Linked DNA regions of Gasterosteus aculeatus: region 2 is linked to region 1. A link is a contact called in public Hi-C data. All regions are on one chromosome and are shown on one strand. The core of a region is the stretch at or near the end of the contact, and the rest is flanking DNA. Distances in the headings are between cores, read along the strand shown. Region 1 holds the start of rps16 (ribosomal protein S16). Region 2 overlaps ppp1r12a (protein phosphatase 1, regulatory subunit 12A).

The links. A called contact is a pair of places that touch in the nucleus more often than the background predicts.
Region 2: a contact with region 1 is called in a Hi-C map of tail fin, with 2.3 times the contacts expected there. The contact joins the enhancer-like site here to the promoter of rps16 in region 1. A contact is called at or near these places in 3 of 6 Hi-C or Micro-C datasets (skeletal muscle and tail fin).

The regions. Positions count from the first base shown.
Region 1 is chr4:33,471,434-33,475,997 of fGasAcu3.hap1.1, forward strand. rps16 (ribosomal protein S16) reads right to left here and starts at 2,308. Exons shown (of 7, transcript XM_040175061.2): 1 at 2,235-2,308; 2 at 1,585-1,729; 3 at 1,445-1,496; 4 at 752-853; 5 at 255-351; 6 at 106-153. The coding sequence starts at 1,492.
Region 2 is chr4:33,515,982-33,520,545 of fGasAcu3.hap1.1, forward strand. It overlaps ppp1r12a (protein phosphatase 1, regulatory subunit 12A), which reads left to right. Exons shown (of 26, transcript XM_078100484.1): 8 at 1-27; 9 at 133-224; 10 at 1,979-2,197; 11 at 2,356-2,447; 12 at 2,667-2,780; 13 at 4,009-4,185; 14 at 4,445-4,564. Among protein-coding and RNA genes, the nearest start is that of pawr, 13 kb to the right of the region's middle. Within about 2 kb of position 2,065, at least 1 of the 9 cell types and tissues checked has open chromatin away from gene starts, as enhancers often do.

The sequences.
Region 1 (4,564 bases), core at 1,058-3,557:
ATAGTCACTTCAGACGAGTGTTTCCACCCATGGGTCCACACGCCGACAGAGTGTATTTTCCCAAAGGCATCAGCATTTAGGCACTGCACAAAATGTAATACTCACACTTCTGATAGTAGGCAACCAGGGATTTGGAGATGGCCTGACGGATAGCTGGAAGACAGTAACAATGCAGGTCAGAAAAGGTTATATGTCCTAAGACGTGATATCTGCTAATGGATATACAATGACACAGAATATTTTAGAATTCTTACCATAGATCTGAGCCACATGTCCACCACCCTTCACTCTAACTCTGATGTCAACACCAGCAAAACGCTCCTTTCCCAGCAACAGCACTGGCTCCAGAAGCTAAAAAGCACATAATGACAACCATTGTAATCAGGATTAAGTCAGGTGTGTGTATTTTGGCAGAATACCGGAAATCCCAGCTGTGGAAACAAAACCCTGCAGAAACGTATTCCTCCACTAGCATCGAAAAGGACAGCAGGATTTACACAAACATCCGCAATAACAAACCCTTTGAAGTAGCTTTTGTTTACCAGATGTTAGCTAGGCCACGGGCTGTAACGCACCACTTTATATCGTTTTAAAATGCAGTGTGTTGGCTGCAGGTTAAAACTGGCCACCCTTGCCATGGAGCTCTGTGTCCCATTGATTACAGATATTGAACGCGGTGCCTGCCCCCCCCCCCCCCCCCCCCCATCAGCCATGTGCACCATGAAGCCGACCACCTCCCATACGGACTCACCTTGTACTGGAGGGTGGCAGGCTCCACCATCTCCAGGGGTCTGCCGTTCACTTTGATCAGGCCATTTCCCCTCTTGCAGTGAGCAACTGCTGTGGCGGTTTTCTGTGGACAGAAGCATCATCGTAAGATACCTTAGAAATACAAGATTGTTGGATCGATGCCGGATCTGTACGTCGGCTAACGTTGCACATGTATTACACGACTCTCGTAGCATTCAGTATCAATGCAAAACATTAAGTAACGTTACAAGAGTAAGCACAACTTCTCGGGTTACGATTCCAGGCTTCTTATATTAAGAAATAACAGTACATGTCTGTTTAGGGAGCGGTAACGTTATTCTACATTGAACGTTGACATGGTAAAAAAGCACAACTATTGCTAGCAGCCAGGCAGGCTAGCTAGCTAGCTAGCTAACGTTAGCTAACCTAGCGAGCTAAGCTCCGATCCAGTACCACCGTGCCGATAAACCGGGAGACTTTGACTACAGCAACAATATCCCGTGTGCTTTACGGACACTTAGAACGGCGTCGTAGCTTTAAACAGAGTAACGTGACGCGGAGAGCACTGCAGGCCTCCATTATACGGTGTTTGACGGCCACGCTACCGAATCGTGATAGCTAAAGTAGCTAATATGCGCTAGCAAGACAGGATAGCCACACCGCCACATGTTAAAATACAATTTATTTTACTTACTTTACGTCCAAAAACCTGGACAGATTGCAAAGGACCTTTTGCTGGCATGTTTCTGAAACACGAAAGGAAATGTGTTACACCGCAAACCAAGGAAAATATATGATTTTAACTGTTTAGGCGGATCAGCCTGACAAACATACCGTCTTCAGCTAGGATGCCGTACGGAGAGACCGACGGGGTTTCAGAATGAGAAAATCAGGGGCTGTTGCACGACACCTGAAGCGTGCTTTGGAGCAGGTTTTACGACAGTTGCTGCCGCTTAACCTGCATTCTACAGTTCCGTTTCTGCACACATGACAATATTCACCCCTAAATGGAGATCTTCTAATTTGCATCTGCAGTCCCTTGACAGTTAATAAAAATAACAAACAGTGTATGGTGAAATAATTAGTAATGGTGAAAAGAACAACCAATACAAAGTTAGAGAGTAGGTAGTAAAACCATGATCATTTTACTCAATGAATGAATACCGCCTTAAATGGTAAATACACTGTACCAGTAAAGCGATTTGCTTGTGCATTGGTGGGAAAATCTGCTTATTCTATAAAATGTTTTAATCAATCGTAATTTTTCAATTTTTCACATCACAGTTATTTTGGTCTTTGAGTTGTGACCGAACATGGGAGCCTCTTTCGTAACACAGCAACACAGTAAACAAACCTAAAAGTCCACACATAAAACCTCATTACACAAAGCCAAACCATAGAAATATTGCATTGTACTCTTACACTATCAACAATCAAGTATGGTAAACAATTTAGAAACATTTGGAAATAGTAAATCTCTATACCTGGAAAGATGGATTGCATGTTCAGATGATTACAAGTAGCTGTCCAAAGAACAAAAACCAGATGAAGCAGCACTGTTCTGCTGCCAACTGGGGGACGGATTGGGATACTGTTGCAAAAGAAATCTTTAAATGGATACTTGTAGTAATGTAATAACGTTAGCTAACTACTTAAATGTAGATTTTAGATTGATTTGAATAAAAATATCCTGCACATGAAACTTATTATCACATTAAAGCTACCATAAACTGATCCTCATCCACTTTTCACAATATCTGCACAACACCACCCCCAAGTGGCTTTTACTAACACAATTACTTGAGCGATGTGAGTCATGTGTGCAGTGCCTACCTATGCCTCTACATCTACTACTAAAACACTGGTGTTAATAGTTGAGCCCACGGGGGAAATGGCACCTGGCTTCTTGTATTTGTCGGAGGGAATGCGTACTCCCATCGGTGCTTCGTGCCGAGCAGCTGCCTGGACGTCAAAATAAGGGCGTGAAGGGAGCTTTAGAAGTTTATTTGAGATTTTCAAGACATTAACTTACTGGGGTGGAGGACCAAAAACCTCACCTCATCACATTGCAACTCATTCTGTTAAAATGAAAATGTTCTCCACGACTCCGAGGCGCTTAAATCCCACATTTTCTACCCGAGTCGGACGCACCGAGCCTCGGTGCTTTCAAAGACGAGCTCACGGGAGGAGAAGAGTCTGCACTAAAGCCAGAGAGCTGGCAATAAATAAAGACCACACCATATATGTGCATTTCCTCTCCGCGGCCTTATGGAAACACATCACCTGGAGGCGCGACCCCTCGACCTCGTCTTGTCACAGCACCGTGAGCATGAGGCGGCGCTCTCAGATTTACAGGGGAAGGAGATGCCGTTCCCGGCCCGCGGCGGCGGCCCGGTTGACCATAATAGGCCTTTGCGGTGGTTGAAAGAGTGTTGCTGGTTAATTGAAGTCCCCCTGAGCAGAAGGAGAAGAGATCTGCTAAACCCGGTAGGCAGAGAAGCCGAGGCGGGCGGGAGGGGTTGCGGAGGGGTTATGAGGTGCAAACAAGTGCGGTCGCCACGGCAACGAGAGAAAACTTCTCCGGATTGACAACTTAGAAAAGTGTCCCGTCAGAGAGGGGAGCTGGAGGACCGTAATCCTGCAACAGGTCTTGCCTTTTATACACATGTGCGGGGACCCTTCCATAGTTCTCGCTTACGTCACCCCCCAGTGCATCGGCCATCTTTCAAGCCTACTTCTGAGAACCAACAGCCCTAAGGTGGTGGACCCATGAGCCGCTCTTTTCCCCGCCTGTCTCTGTGCCATGGCAGCAGTAAATATTGATGTTTGCCTGAGCGGGGGACGGCTCACACCACTAAAAGGCAGCCTGGTATTGAACCCTGGTTTGGACTTGAGCCCCTTCCATTAATTTGGCTATTTCAGCACGCATTTACCACATAGCAGCGGGCCCTGCAGCTGTCCCACGCTCAGTCAACTTCCATCTGGCCTCGGCGCTGGAGCCACGGGATAATGCTGAAGCGAGCGGGCTCAAGGCTGCAGATATATTTTCTCCTCTCCCAGAATGCAATGCTCCGCTATGGGTATAGTGGAGCTGCGTCTTTCTGGACTCAATTTCTTTAAGTGGCATGAAATACTACATTGAGTGGGCAAAAGTTAGGAAAAGTCAACAGTATCACTATGAGATTTACAGTTACTATACAACACAACTGCATAATAACTGAAATGTATTGGAGTAGGATTTTACATCCAGCCAAAAAGGTTAATTAGATAAAGGGTTTTTTTCTTCCTGGCTTTAACATTTTTTGACGGCCACCAATCGATGGATCCAATATTATGTAATGTTTTTCGTGCTGAAGTGAACGACTGAAACCAGCTGATTTGGTAAAACGTATGTTTTATTTTTGATCTTCTTGCAAGATTTAGAACAATCGACATTCAGGATAATAACTCTTGTTACGTGTCATTATTCAACTTCTGTGGCTTTTTTCTTGCGGCTAAATGGGTCGTTATATGCCATTCCACCCCCCCCCCCAAAGGCCTCATTATGTATTCCAGCGACGCTTATTGTTGAGCTGCTCAAACCTGCCCTCGAAACGTTGAATTGGTGAAGCTGATCTGGCACACACACTCAGCTCGCCCACACAATCTGCTCCATCATTCTCTTGTTCCATCTCGCTCTTGGCGTTCGACCCTCCACTTCTCCCTCCCATCTCGCCCCGCGCGTGGGAGTGCGCGTGGGCCGTAGCGCGGCTCACGTGTGAGGCGGTGGCACCGGGTTGAGGACGGGGGGGGGGGGGCCGACTGACATCAGCAT
Region 2 (4,564 bases), core at 815-3,314, 44 kb after region 1:
AGGATTCCGAGTCGGAGACTGAAGCAGGTGTGTGTGTGTGTGTGTGTGTGTTTAGATCACATTTGACCCTTGTTTTGGTTAATTGCCGTCTGACTCACACACCCTCTCCCCATCTCGCTCCAATCCCTCCAGACAAGAGCAAGACCTCGGCGTCGGTGAGCAACAGCACGACGCCCCCCCCTGCCAGCGCCCCCGCGTCTCCTCCGACCAGCCCAACCAACCAGGTGACAACCCCCACTTCGCCGGTGAAGAAGGTGCGACCTGCCGGACAAGAGTTCGGCTCTAATAAGAAACCACGTGTCATTCAAATCAGCAGCCGATTTCGGTTTTTATGATTAAAAATAGAATAAAAAAACTAAACGGGAAACAAAGCGCTGCAGCAGAGCCGTGATGCGGCGGCGGCGCTAATCCACTTCCAGGAGTCTCTCGCCGCTGCTCTGGGAGTCACGTCAGAGCCTTCGTTCTGTACACAAATCAGGGAAATTCATCATCCATTTAGTTTTCCTCCCCCTTCAACACAAACCTAATTTCACAGTCGGCTGAGGTTGCCGGTGGAGGAGGGGGGGGGTTGCAGTTCACACTCCCGTCTGTCGCAGAGATAGTCGCCCCCCCCCTCATGTCACCGGGTCTCTGCGCTGCAGTGCAACGAGCTAACAAATGTCACTGGAGAGGGAGGGGGGTGGGGGGGGGGGCAAAAGCGACATTTACGGCTAATCGTCGGTGGCTTTCGATCGCGGGGACGATTCGTGACGGGACGGGGGAGTTTTCCACTGTTGAGTCCTCTGGCAGGAGGAGGCCAAGCATGAAACCCGCTGAGCGCTTCATACGTCCAAAGGAATACTTCATGCGACGAGGATAATCCGCTTTATTTTTGTAGCACGTTAAAGGCAGCTCAAAGTTGACATTCAGAACTAAAATCTAAACCCCTGCAGCTCATGGCGTTCCCTCTGTGCCATACGGGACAGCATCATCCTCACAAGCCTGAAGAGGCTTCTGTTCATTAATAGTCAGTGACCATCAGAGCCTTCGTTTCTTTCTGCTTCTATTCTCACTGTGATCTCCTCGCTCTGAAGTCACAACGTCTTCGCTCTAACAAGAGTTCTGCACAACCCTAACAACATCCAGGTGTTTGACACAAACGTTTGTCGGATCCGTCCCTTATTCCCCCTCCCTCCCCTCCCTCCCCCCTCCCTGGCAGTAAGCATTGTGTGGTGTGACTACAGCTTAAGAGTCCTTTGCCTTAAAGTGTTTCTTTTGCTGCTTTCTGTCTTATTCTGGCCTTTTTTTTCCCCCCTCTGTATCAACCTCCTCCTTACCCTTCTCTCTCTCTCTCTCCGCGTGTCCCCCCTCTCCCCCCCACCTCATCCCGGGCTCTGGTCCCGCGGGGCTTTAGTTTGATTGTATTACTCCCCTCGTGCTCGTGGCGGAGCCGGGCTGTCCTGCGGTGTGGCGTCGAGGCTTGCGCAAAACCGGCATTTCTCTAGCGCCAAAAAACCCCACGGTGAGGCAGCGGTTCGCTCATCCTACATGCCGCTGTGCACGGGCAAAGTACTCACCAACCTCCTAACCGCCCCGATGCCGGCTTTAACTCATCAACCCGCCGTGGTGTCGTGTGCACTTAAACAACAACAACAACAATGACGAAGAAGGGCCGTCCCGGTTGTGCTCTTGTGTGTCTGAGTTGCTTCTGTGTTTTTTCCTTACGTGGCCACGTATCAATCGGTTCTTAAGAATATATAAATGTAATTTAAAAGACGTGAAAACGATCAATTGATTTATTAACTGGCATGACCCCCCCCTCCCGCTCCACACACAACAACGTCCTCCTAATGGTCTCCACTGTGCAGCCCCCAGGTGATTAATCCAAACTGCTCGACCTGATCGCCCTTTGTGTGACTCACCGATGAGACATAACATGCTATACAGTGCTGTTCGATGGGCACACTAAACCTCTGCCCCCCCCCCCCCCCCCTCTCAGCCCACTGCTGGAAAGGCGTCGACTAAAGTGGAGGACGACAGGAAGGACGAGTCTCCGGCGTCGTGGCGGCTTGGCCTGAGGAAGACGGGAAGCTACGGGGCGCTGGCCGAGATCACCGCCACCAAGGAGGCTCAGCGGGAGAAGGACACGACCGGCGTGATGCGCTCGGCCTCGAGCCCTCGCCTCTCCTCCTCGCTGGACAACAAAGACAAGGAGAAGGTCAACTTGAATATCAACTCTTTTTTTTTTTAAGCCATAAAATATCCGCTCGCATCATTATGGCATGTGTGTGAAAATGGAAGATAAACTAGGTGCTGTTTGATAAATACAGTTTATAGAACCATAACAAAGGTCCTTTTTTCTCCTTGGGGTTCCAGGAAAAGGATAAAGGAAGTCGCCTTGCCTACGTGGCGCCCAACGTTCCCAGGAGGCTCGCCAGTACGTCGGACATCGACGAGAAGGAGAACAGGTGAATCCCGTCAGCCCAGCGGCTCGGTGCAAACACGCCCCCTGCTGCCCGTTGCAGGCAGTGTACCTCAAACGATCTCAGGAAAGGGTAGAATTTAAGTCTAACGGGGCTGAGGTTTTTATCGGTTTATCTTTTCAACACGTCGCTGCTGTGTGTGTGTGTGTGTGTGTGGGGGGGGGGGAAAAGCCTGAGGTGCTAATGTAGCTTGTGGTTCTCCAGGGACTCCACCGCGCTGAAACGCAGCGGCTCGTACACCCGGCGGCGCTGGGACGACGACCTGAAGAACAGCGAGGGAAGCGCCTCCACCAACCGAACCCCCAGCTACCAGCGCAGGTAAACCCCCCCCCCCTCCCCACCACACTTCTTGCTCGACGGTCGCCTGTCTGTCCCCTCGTGTATATTTTGCTTTTGATGCTGCTGAGAAGGCTTTTCTCTCCTCGCTGACACGCAGTCTATTGCATGACTGTACCTGTCTGGTTTGCTGTGCCACTGAGTTTGCTCATTACGTTTTTAACGGGCCTATAGACCCGTCAATCAAAATCGAATTCAGAGTCGCCTGTGGCACAAAACCCAGACCCGGACACGTGTTGCATGTCATGTGGGGAAAAAGCTTTAATTTGCTCTGAAAACGACATTCAGAACCTCTGTTGCTTCGACCCACATATGACATGGACGCACCAGTAGTTTGTCAAAGCTTAATAGTCTAAAAATGTGTGCGTCTGTTACGTTATATCTATGTCCGTGTGTGTGTGCACCTCCTCCGCTAACATGCCTCTCTCCACCCACCCGCCTGCCAACACGCCAGCACGTCCCACACGCTAGCACTAGGGCGGAGCGGCAGCACGCGGGACGTGCCGGCCAAGTCTTCGTCCACCTCCAGCTTGGACCCTAACGCCTGTAACACTAAACCCTGGCAGCCGCCCACCTCCCACTACCAGTCTTACAGCATTTACCGCAGGTACACCAGCCTCCTCTCGCCTGGGGCCCCGCCCTCTCTACACCCACCTGTCCTGACTGTGTGTGTGTGTGTGTGTCCCTGCTCTGCTGCAGTTTACGTGATGCATTCAAGGTCCAAATGAAAACCACTTAATCCAGACTAGGGATTTAGATGTTTCCCACTCAGTAAATGCAGAGACTCCAGAGCCGTTTCTTTGATTTTGGATGGAACATTTCAACAAAGCAAAACGTTGAAGCCTCTGAGCAATCGATGAAAGCGCGTTCGGAGACGGGGAGGTCTAAAATGTCCTTTTTAAATCAATTCTCATTGTTGGAACTAACTGAATGCGTATTCCTTCGTAGAACAACCCCCCCCCCAAAAAAAATGATCTGCTCACCAAGACACAGTAATATCACTGTATTAATGTTTAAAGTGTAATGGCGAGTTAAGACCAATGTAAGTAAATAAATTATATTAATATAAAGATTCATACATAAACTTCAAATTCATGAGAATAAGTAAATAATTATAAAAGCGCATCCTGACTAAATCATTTTGATCAACATGGCCGTTATCGCCTGCTGACCGTGTTTTTATTTTTTGCCGTGACATGTTGTCCTCCAGCGGCTCTTTTGGTAGAAGACACGAGGACCTGAGTTCCTCGACCACCTCCTCCTCCACAAACCCCACCACCACCTCCACCACCACCTCCTCATCCGTTACCTCGCCCACAGGCCACCGCAGCCTGCTCTCCGGCCTGGGCTCCTCCACCCGCACTGGCTCCACCAGTCTCACCAGCAGGTACGCCAGCAGCACGTCTTCTGAGGCCTCGCTTGTGGATATTCGTAGAGGGTTTATTCCACTTTTCCCCAACAAGCTGAAACAGATATTTTGTCCTTATATGGAGCTTAAGCACCCGCGACCCAGAAATCCATAAGATAAACCTTTTTGTATTTTACGTCGGCCTGCTGTCACGCGGGTGACACGGGTCGTCTCGTAACAGCAGGATGGATCTGTCGGGCGCAGCCGGCCTCGTTCTAAAGACTCGTGTGTAAAACAGGTACTGGTCAGAGGAGAGCGCAGACAGGGAGAAGGAGAAGGAATCTGCTGCCGTCATCCCCACTATGAACACTGGCTCCACTACGACCAGCACGTCCACCACGAGCACCAGCGCCGTCTC